Regions from separate parts of the Gossypium hirsutum genome. Here region 2 is linked to region 1. Evidence: chromatin contacts called from public Hi-C data. All regions are on one chromosome and are shown on one strand. Each heading gives the region's core, a stretch centred on a gene start, on an enhancer-like site or on the middle of the called end of the contact. The rest is flanking DNA. Distances are from core to core; before and after follow the strand shown. Region 1 holds the start of LOC107951827 (probable methyltransferase PMT26). Region 2 holds the start of LOC107948369 (E3 ubiquitin-protein ligase RGLG3).

Region 1 (4,537 bases), core at 1,485-3,984:
TTGTTTAAAAGCTCCCAGCACATTGATTTTGTTAGTTCAACCATAGCTGCAGAAAATCCACATATAAATTGAGAAGTTGTTACACACGATAGATTTCTCACACAAGACCCAGAGATGGTACAATGTAAATATACCTTCCCAGATTTCAACATCTTCAGTCTTGTCCTGATAAATTGGAGTAGCAGACCACACAAAGAAACCACCAGGTCGCAGGACACGATTCAGCTCCAAGAGGAGTTTACCACCTGCATATTGCTAAGACTGGTGAATGTTCAAGCACTGAAAATTCATAAGGTACACTCCAGTGACTGATTACTATGAATCCAAGATGGCTTATAACTAAATACTTAAAAATAAGGTTGTAAGTACCTTCTATGTGCCATGGAACTCTACATCGTGCACAATGAACAATATCAAATACTCTGCCAGGGTAGGGAAGTCTCTTAGTACCCATCACAGCAGACACAGCAGGAATTCCCCTTTCAAGTGCAAATTGTACTTGAGCTTCATGTTCATCTTTTGGTGCAAAGGACATGGCAACAACACTTCTGTCAAAAAGAAAACCTCCAAAGCTGGCAACCCCACATCCAACATCCAATACTACGCGAGACCGTTTTCCCCAAGCTACATCAGGCACAGACTGAAGAACAAGAAGTAAAAAATTAAGCACATATTGAGAGAACAAATTGCAAGAGGATATAATATCAACCATGAACAAACTAATATATGATGATAGATTACAGAAATCAAAATAGCAGATGCCTTACAAGAAACATACTGACATATCATAACAATTGATCACGTATGATAAGAATTACCACTGTAATAATAGAGAACAAAAATGTGAAGACAATACATTCATTTGGAGCACTCACCTCTTCTATGAAGTCGATATAATGAAGCGCGCCGTGCTTAAACTGGGTTCCACCACCAGGAAATGTGAGGTATTCTCCAGTAACTTTCACCCAATTCTGATGCCCCTTAATTTGTGCCAATTTGGTATGGGGAACATTGTAGTACCAAATCTGCCGCGGCAGGAAAATATTTGTTACTGCATCTGATCAAGCCAAATATCAGAGCCAAAAAATGAACTAGCACATGTTATGTTAAAGTACCTTTTCCCTGCTTTTTGGCCACTCAATTGGACGCTTATATCGTTCAGGAAGAGGAACAAGGCAGGTTGGTGGTTCTTCTGGACAGTGCCTCTCTCGATGTTCATAATGTTTAGTAGAAGGAAGATGCCTGATTGCTTCGAAATTGTCAAGGCATGGGATATAATCAGGCCCCGCAGTGGAATTGCACAGCTTCCAACTATATTTCTTGGATGATAACTGAGTTTCCTTTTCAATCTTTGATTCTGTCGCCTGAGTAGAGAACGATCCAGTTTGGGTCACGGTTTCATTCAAAAGTTCAGATTGAGCACCAGATGGGAAAACTTCATTTGAGCTCTGGTTTTTCAGCTGACCATCATCTTTTGGTTCATCAGAGCTTTTTTCCAACTCATTATTATCATTTTGATCAACCTTCTCTTCTATCTGATTATCCGCCTGATCGCCATTAGTTTCGGAGGAGCTTTCATCTTGTTTCTTGTCACCATCATCAAGATCAGATTTCTCATTGTTCTCTTCAGATTTCTTGTCATTCTCATTTGAATCAGATTTCTTGTCAGTCTCATCCGAATCAGATTTCTTGTCATCAGAATTCTCTAGGGAATCCCCTTGTCCACCCGAGTCGTCACCACTTTTCTCTCCACCTTCTGAAGCTGACTGCTCATCATGCTTCTTGGACTCATCCATTTTAGTCTCTTCATTTTTATCCTGATTTTCTTGTGTATTCAAGTTACCTTTACCATCATTTTCAGCTAAACTCACGTTCCCGTCCCCTTTGGTGGCATCATCAAGTAAATCCCCGCGGTTATCTTCAAAGTCTGAGGTGTTACTGCTGTCATTGTTATCACTGGTTACCGGTGTAACCTGATCTTCAACCTGATTTTTCTTTTCCTCAGCCGATCCGTTCCCGGTTTGAACAGGGACAACCGAGGACGACGTCAACATCCAAATCCCAACTAAACATAATCCCACGAAAACCACAATAGTGACAGTGGAACAATAACTCGAAGACGATTTCCTATTATTATTATTATTATTATCTACTCTACTATATTTCCCTAACGCCATGATCACTCAGTATTCCCTTCCTTTCTAGTCAATACTTCAAAATTCCACACCTGAAATCTATTTTCAAAAATAAAAGTTCAAAACTATATTTCAACGAAAAGCTAATGATTCATTAAAAAAAATGCAGCTCAAATAAGATCTAATAGAATTAAAAGCAAACACTAGCATATATAAACAAGTAACTACATATTTCAAAATTATAGTCAGAAACAACCAGATCTAGTCAAAATCCAACTAGATCTACAACAAACAAAGAAAACGAAATTTACCAGAAAATCCAAAACTGAAGAGATCTGAAAGAGAAAATTCTTAACTATCTTTACTGCTTCATTGTTTCTGCATTAAGCAAAGAATTCTAGCTTATAGCTGTCAATGGAAATTAAGGGGAAAAAAGCAATGAGAAAAAAGAAATCTAATTGATGGTTTAATACAAGGGAACTAGATTTTAGAGTTTATATAAGGAGAAAACAAGGCGTTGAAGAGAGTAGAGAGAGCTAAAGTGACGGCCAAGGTAAAAGGAAAAAGCCGCGGAATCAGTGGGATAATAGCATACGTAATCAATAAGAGGTATTTTTATTTTTGCAAAAAAATAACTATTGGATTGAGGATGCACTAATCAAATGACAATTTTGCCATTTTACAGATTGTATAACATGTTTTTGTTATGAAACGGAGAATAAATACAATAAAAAAACATAGAGATAGATGAATAAGGATATTTATAATCCTCTTCAAACTTTATATATATAGATAAAATTTAAAAAAAAAAGATTATAGTGAAGGAAAAAAGTACTTGTATCTATAATGTATATAACATATTGTTTCATTAAAAATCTTATCTGAAAAATCTAATAGGACAAAACATTGTTTTAGTAAAAAAAGTATAACACGTATTTATTCTACTCATAAAAACATCACATAAGTATTTATATCGCCATTCTTTTGAAAGTCATAAGTGAGGAGAAATTTGGGGAAAATATGTGTTGATCTCTTTAGGAGTTTGAACAATAATCATCATAAACTTTGATCACGATCCTTCTATAAAAACATATGTTCAAATCAATTCAATAAATATTTACGAAAATATATTGAACAATTTCCTAATAATTTATATATGCTTCTAACATTCCAAATTTTTCAAAGATTTTAATATAAACGTCACTATATGGTGATTCATATAAAAATTGTAACAACTATCATTAGACGTATATCAAATTCTCATGAACTGTTACATTAATAAGATATCTAAAAGTTATTGCATCCACCACAAAAGAATATTTTCATAATCAATGCCAAGACTTTGTGAAAAACTTTATATTTCTTATTTCTTTTTCGCAAAACTACTTCATTTGAACTCTCACTAGCTTTACACATTTAAATATTTGGACTATTGGTCCAAAAACTTCACGAATTTAATTCTACTTGAGTTGTATCTTTCTATTTTGACCAAAATATTTTATGTAAATATTTCTGAACAAATTTTGTAACACCCCTAACCCATATTCGTCTCCAGTACAAGGTTACGGAGTATTACCGGAGTTTATAGAACAAATATAGTTAATTCATATCATTTACTATTCATATTCGAAATCAATCATATTGTCCCTTAAATGAGCCCTCGAGACCCAAAATATGCATTTAAAACAAGTCAAGACTAAACTGGGAACTCAAAGAATTTTTTGCAAAATCTCAAAAATTTTCCAATGTGTAAGGGACACACACCCATGTGGCTAGGCTGTGTATCTCACACGGTCGAGAGACACACCCGTGTCTCAAGCCGTGTGGACATTCGAAAACCCGTGTCTAAATTAAGGTGGTTACTGACTTGGGTCACACGACCAAGCCACACGCCAGTGTGCTAGGCCGTGTGAACATTTTAATTTACATTAATTAGGTGCAGGGGCACATGGCCAAGTCATACACCCGTGTGCCAGGCCGTATGTCACACAAGGCTGAGACATTCGCCCGTGTCTCTGCCCGTGTGAAAAACCTGAGCATTATGTTTTGCAATTTTAAAGATGCAGAGGAGACACGACCGAACCACACGCCCGTGCGCATGGCCGTTGTCACACAGGCTGTGACACACGCCTGTGTCTATGCCTGTGTGGACAAAATAAGGCCATTTCCTAGCCTTATTTCTCACCCAAACTGGTCTTTCACCTACATTAACATTTTAACACATTCCCAATCCAATATAAATCATTCAAATCAAGCCAAAATAATTTTTATGTAAGACATATCAAGACATATGCTCAAGTATCTATACTTACCAAAATACCATATGTACATATAGGCATGTTCTATCAATTTTACTATCATAATCAATATGCCTATATGATTTTCATTAATCATCCATTTCA
Region 2 (4,537 bases), core at 620-3,119, 180 kb before region 1:
TGTTCAATATGTTTAAATTTAAGGTATCAGTTCGAAACATCAGAACAGGTCACTTTTCTTTCTAGACTGGCAATTGACTGTGAAAGTGTTATTTTTCAAACAAGACTAAGCAGCCACCCAAAAAAAAAAAAAAACAAAGAATATGCCATATTTTCACCTTATGAGTTGAACTATCAACAAATAATATCTCCTATTATACAAATTAATAATTCAAAGCTAAAGTAACAGTAAAAACCTGATCCAAAGAACTAAAATTGTCAGGTATAAACGGGGCTTGCTGCCTGGGTTGATAGTTTCGATCCATTGAACTTCCTGCTAGGGAAGAAGGTTCATAAGAAGGTTGATGCCAAAAGTCAGTTTGAAGCGAATCATCATATCCTGATTCTGTATTTCCCATACCTGAGGTGAGGAATTGGTACCTTTACTAAAACAGAAACACATCTTTACAATTGTCAGGAAATGCTAATTTATTCTTTCCTTTTTCATTTTTTTTCAAAGAAGACTAGTTTATTCTTACATACAAATACCGCATAAGGCACAACACTTACAGTTTCTTTTTCAAGCATTTACTCTCTCATTAACTTGCATTGCAAAGAGTTTCATTCCAGCATATACGAATTCAGCCTCAGGTGAGAAACTAAAATCTATAACCAACTACTTTAAAAAATAATAAGAGCTAGGATACAAATAACTTCAAGAACTTCTACAATTCATGCAGAGATGAATTTACAAGATTCCGAATTCAAAAACAAACAATAATTTTGAAAAGGGGTAATAAAAAAAATGTGTGATCTTACTTCTAAATGGAACAATTCTAATAGCAATATTTACCATTTAATCAATGATTTTGCTTACAACTGATCACTTTTACTCTATAGAAAACTCGTGGAAATAAAACGCCAATTCAATACAGATAGGAGAAGCCATTTTCTTTAAAAAACTAAATAAATCAAACCCAAGTCAAGATGATACAGATTAGCCCTTTCTTCTTGCACGAAAGATCATACAATTTCCGAAGGAATTGAAGTTATATATCTTTTCCAGTTTCAAATTAGAGTATTTATGTGTTTCCATGACACTTTTAAGACCCCAAAATTTTGGACAAATTCCACTAGAAAATAAGCAAAAAGAAAACAGCAATAAAGAAAATATTAACTCAGAAAAGCATATATATACCCCTAAAAAATCCAAAACAGTTTAACAGAGCCACAACCTTTATCTATCTGAAGTTTGTTTATCTATCATAAATCCTATAATTTCCATTTTAAAAGCAATAAGAAGCTAAGAAACCATAGAAAATAAAATAAAAACTAAAACGTTCAAAGCTGGATTTGCCATTCCAAAACTCCCCCTTTTTAACTTCTTCGATAATCATATCCAGCAATCAACTAGAAATTTATGGGAAAAAAATGGATTTCTCTATTAGATGAAAACAACTTTATACTCAGTTTCTTTAATTAGACCCATTTCTATTTTCATCCAACTTACTTCCTAGCAATAAGAATAATCTAAATTAATTCAAATTCCATTCCTTCAATAAAAATCATATATACACTAAAGAAATGAAGAAACAGATCAAAGATGGTAAAAGTAATCCAACAAATGCAAAAATTAAAATTAAAAAGAAGAAGAAGAAGTCATTTGCATGGAAACAAAGGGAACTTTGTTGAGAAAGTTACCTTTCTGATAAGAGAGAGAAAAGAAAAACGAACAGTGATGAAGATTCAATTGGATTGAAATCTGTTTGAGTATAAAAAAACGATATTCATGAATAAAGACGCTTTTGTTGACGATTTTTTAGAATTTTTCATGGCTTTTCTTTTCTTGTCAGACGGTTCACTAGTCTTATTTCAGTTTCAACACCCGAATATTCTAGTCCTACAGGACTACTTCCATTATTTGCTGTCACAGTCCAGTAATTATCGTTGGATTCATTATCTTTTGCTGCCATGTAGATTTGTAACAGATTCGTTGACTTTGCTAGGCAATAGTGATCAGAACGTGGACCAGATTAGTACGTTTTATATACATATATCATATAATATAAAAATATTCCTAAAAAAATTATTTTTTTCTTTCTTTCTTTTTTAACTCTATTAGTATTGATATTGTTACTATAGTTAGAATATGTGAGTGCTCAAATGCTGTTTATCCTTTTATTTAAAAGTTAAAAAAAATTATGAATAATTTTAAATATATTATAAAAAATTATTCATCAATTTAATGATTGAAAAAAGAGTGCATGGTGTTAATTATTTATTAAATAAATTATCATTACAAATCAGTAGAGCAAGTCACCAAATAGAAATATTCTATCACACAAAAGAGCATAATAAGTTGTATTGAAAAAAGAGAAGATTTTAGCAAAATATAGATTTGAAAAATAAATTTAAACAAAAATTGAGAACGTGTCAAACCTAATGAAGAATTTTTTTGACTCAGGCCCAAATTAGCATGCTTACACATCCCTCTCCTCCCCACAGCTCACCCATGCCAAAGCCCAAAAGAAAAAGGACCCAAACTGAAAAGTGACAACCCTTTTGTCCTATACATCCAAGTACCCCAAACTTTAAAGACTAAAAAGTGAAAACCTAGCTACTACTTTCAAGTGTCAGCAGAAGCTTTTAGTTGAATCAACATTTCAGTATTTCCCTAATCAGGTCTAAATCCCCTTTTTTTTTCTTTTTCTTTATTCAACATTTTAGTTGGATTTTGTCTTCTTCTTTTTTTGTAGATTTATAATTTTTTGGTGATTTTTAGAGAAAAATAATTGAAAAAATGAACTATTGAAATTTAAAAATTGCAACAGATGAAGTCAAGAACTTTTTTGGGTAAGGTTATGGTAATTAAAAATGGTGGTCACGGTGGTTAGAAGTGGAGGAGAAACCGGAAAGAAACTTTTTTTTTTTAGTTTTTCTAAGTTTAATAAAAAGAAAATGAAAATGAACAGATTGAGAAAAGAGAAAAGTATGGAATGATTAAAAAAAGGCTTTAACTTGTATATTTCCAAAAATAAATATTTTATTAAATTATATTTAAAATTATTTTAAATAAAAATTTAATAATACTTTTTTGAACTTATCTAAAATATTTTTAATTTATATTTAACATTTTTTTAATAGATCCCTGTACTTGTCTATAAATTTTTAAAGGTCTAGTTGAACCCCACGCTATTGACTTTTGTTAATAAACAAATTTTCCTCTCTTTAAATTTTAATCCATATGTTTAAGCTTTACATGATTAATCAGTCTTCCATATTGCTTAATGATTTTCAGTAGGTACTTGATATGCATGGGTGAATTAAACATATATGCTGATTTTTTTTTAATTTAAGTAATTACATTTTTTTATTTACCAGGATCTATTTTTTTAGCAGAGAAATAAAAACAAGACCTACAAGACGCGTTTTCACTTTGTTAAATTTTTTTCTTGCAATTGGAAATTAGAAGTTTATAGATTTATTTTTGTTTGTGTTTGAGATAAACATTGTTTTAGTTTTAACGTATGTTTGAATTTACGGTGATGCCGTGGAGCGCGGTGACCTAAAAATTTCTCCTGCCGTGTGAGGATGGAGCCATCACCTGAGAAGCCAGGATTGCATTGCAACTTAAGGTCCCAGTTGGCACAGATTAAACAGTCACAGGCTGAAGTGTATATAGGGCTTCAAGTTTTCAAAAGTCATGTTGTCAAAGGATGGAGTATAACAAGGGGGCTAGTTGAAAGTGGTTATGCAGACACGACAACGAGTTTCACCTCATCAGTAGAGGATGTTTTATAAAACTCATGAAGTCTAAGATCATGGTCATATAAAAAAACATAGAGGCCTTCCAATATAATCAAGTAATTCGTTTTATTCGTCTTTACCAAAAGCGGTGAACTCGTTACTATAACCTGTGACAGAGTTGGCAGCAATAAGGTTTCCAATAGAGATGAGTTGTGTGGTGCAGAAAAGATAAATGCGAATCAGACCGACAGCGGTTGCTTGGTGAAACATGAATCTGGTCAGCACTTGTTGTCTGTTGATTGTTGGCAACAAGTGCCGACCCAATTCACGTTTCACCAAGCAAATGTTGTCATCTCGATTAATGTTTCATCTTTTCTGCACTGCACGACAGTTCCTTAGCTGGAAACCCTATTTTCACCAACTCTGTCACAGGTTAATTAATTTGTCGTAAATTGGTGTAGCAGATTAAACTAGTTTTCATACTTAAGGAGCTTGAATACAAGCATTTTCATTATGTGTTAGTTATGTTGTCATAGTTTAGTTTAAATTCAATAAAAAGTATATTTTGAGTATTTTATTGACCTTAGGGGCCGAATAAGGCCTAAAGGTGAGCTAGTATACTTAGTGAGTGTGCAGGAGGCCACCCAAGGGTGTAGAACTCAATATTGGTCACTGTGTTGCAACACGGGGAGTTTGATGTTGCAACATAGGGAGCAAAATACAAGAATTCTAAGATTGTCTTTGGTGTCACGACACAGCCAAAGGATATCGAGACACACCCTCTGTAACACCCCTTACCTGTATTCAACGCT

Evidence for each region. A called contact is a pair of places that touch in the nucleus more often than the background predicts.
Region 2: a Hi-C map of hypocotyl shows a contact between it and region 1, with 2.6 times the contacts expected there. The contact joins the promoter of LOC107948369 here to the promoter of LOC107951827 in region 1. A contact is called at or near these places in 5 of 34 Hi-C or Micro-C datasets (hypocotyl and leaf).

What each region holds. Positions count from the first base shown.
Region 1 is chrA12:31,514,128-31,518,664 of Gossypium_hirsutum_v2.1, reverse strand. It overlaps LOC107951827 (probable methyltransferase PMT26), which reads right to left and starts at 2,734. Exons shown (of 9, transcript XM_016886971.2): 1 at 2,447-2,734; 2 at 1,116-2,234; 3 at 876-1,025; 4 at 370-640; 5 at 135-245; 6 at 1-46. The coding sequence starts at 2,177.
Region 2 is chrA12:31,697,965-31,702,501 of Gossypium_hirsutum_v2.1, reverse strand. LOC107948369 (E3 ubiquitin-protein ligase RGLG3) reads right to left here and starts at 1,869. Exons shown (of 12, transcript XM_041082543.1): 1 at 1,680-1,869; 2 at 236-312. The coding sequence starts at 304.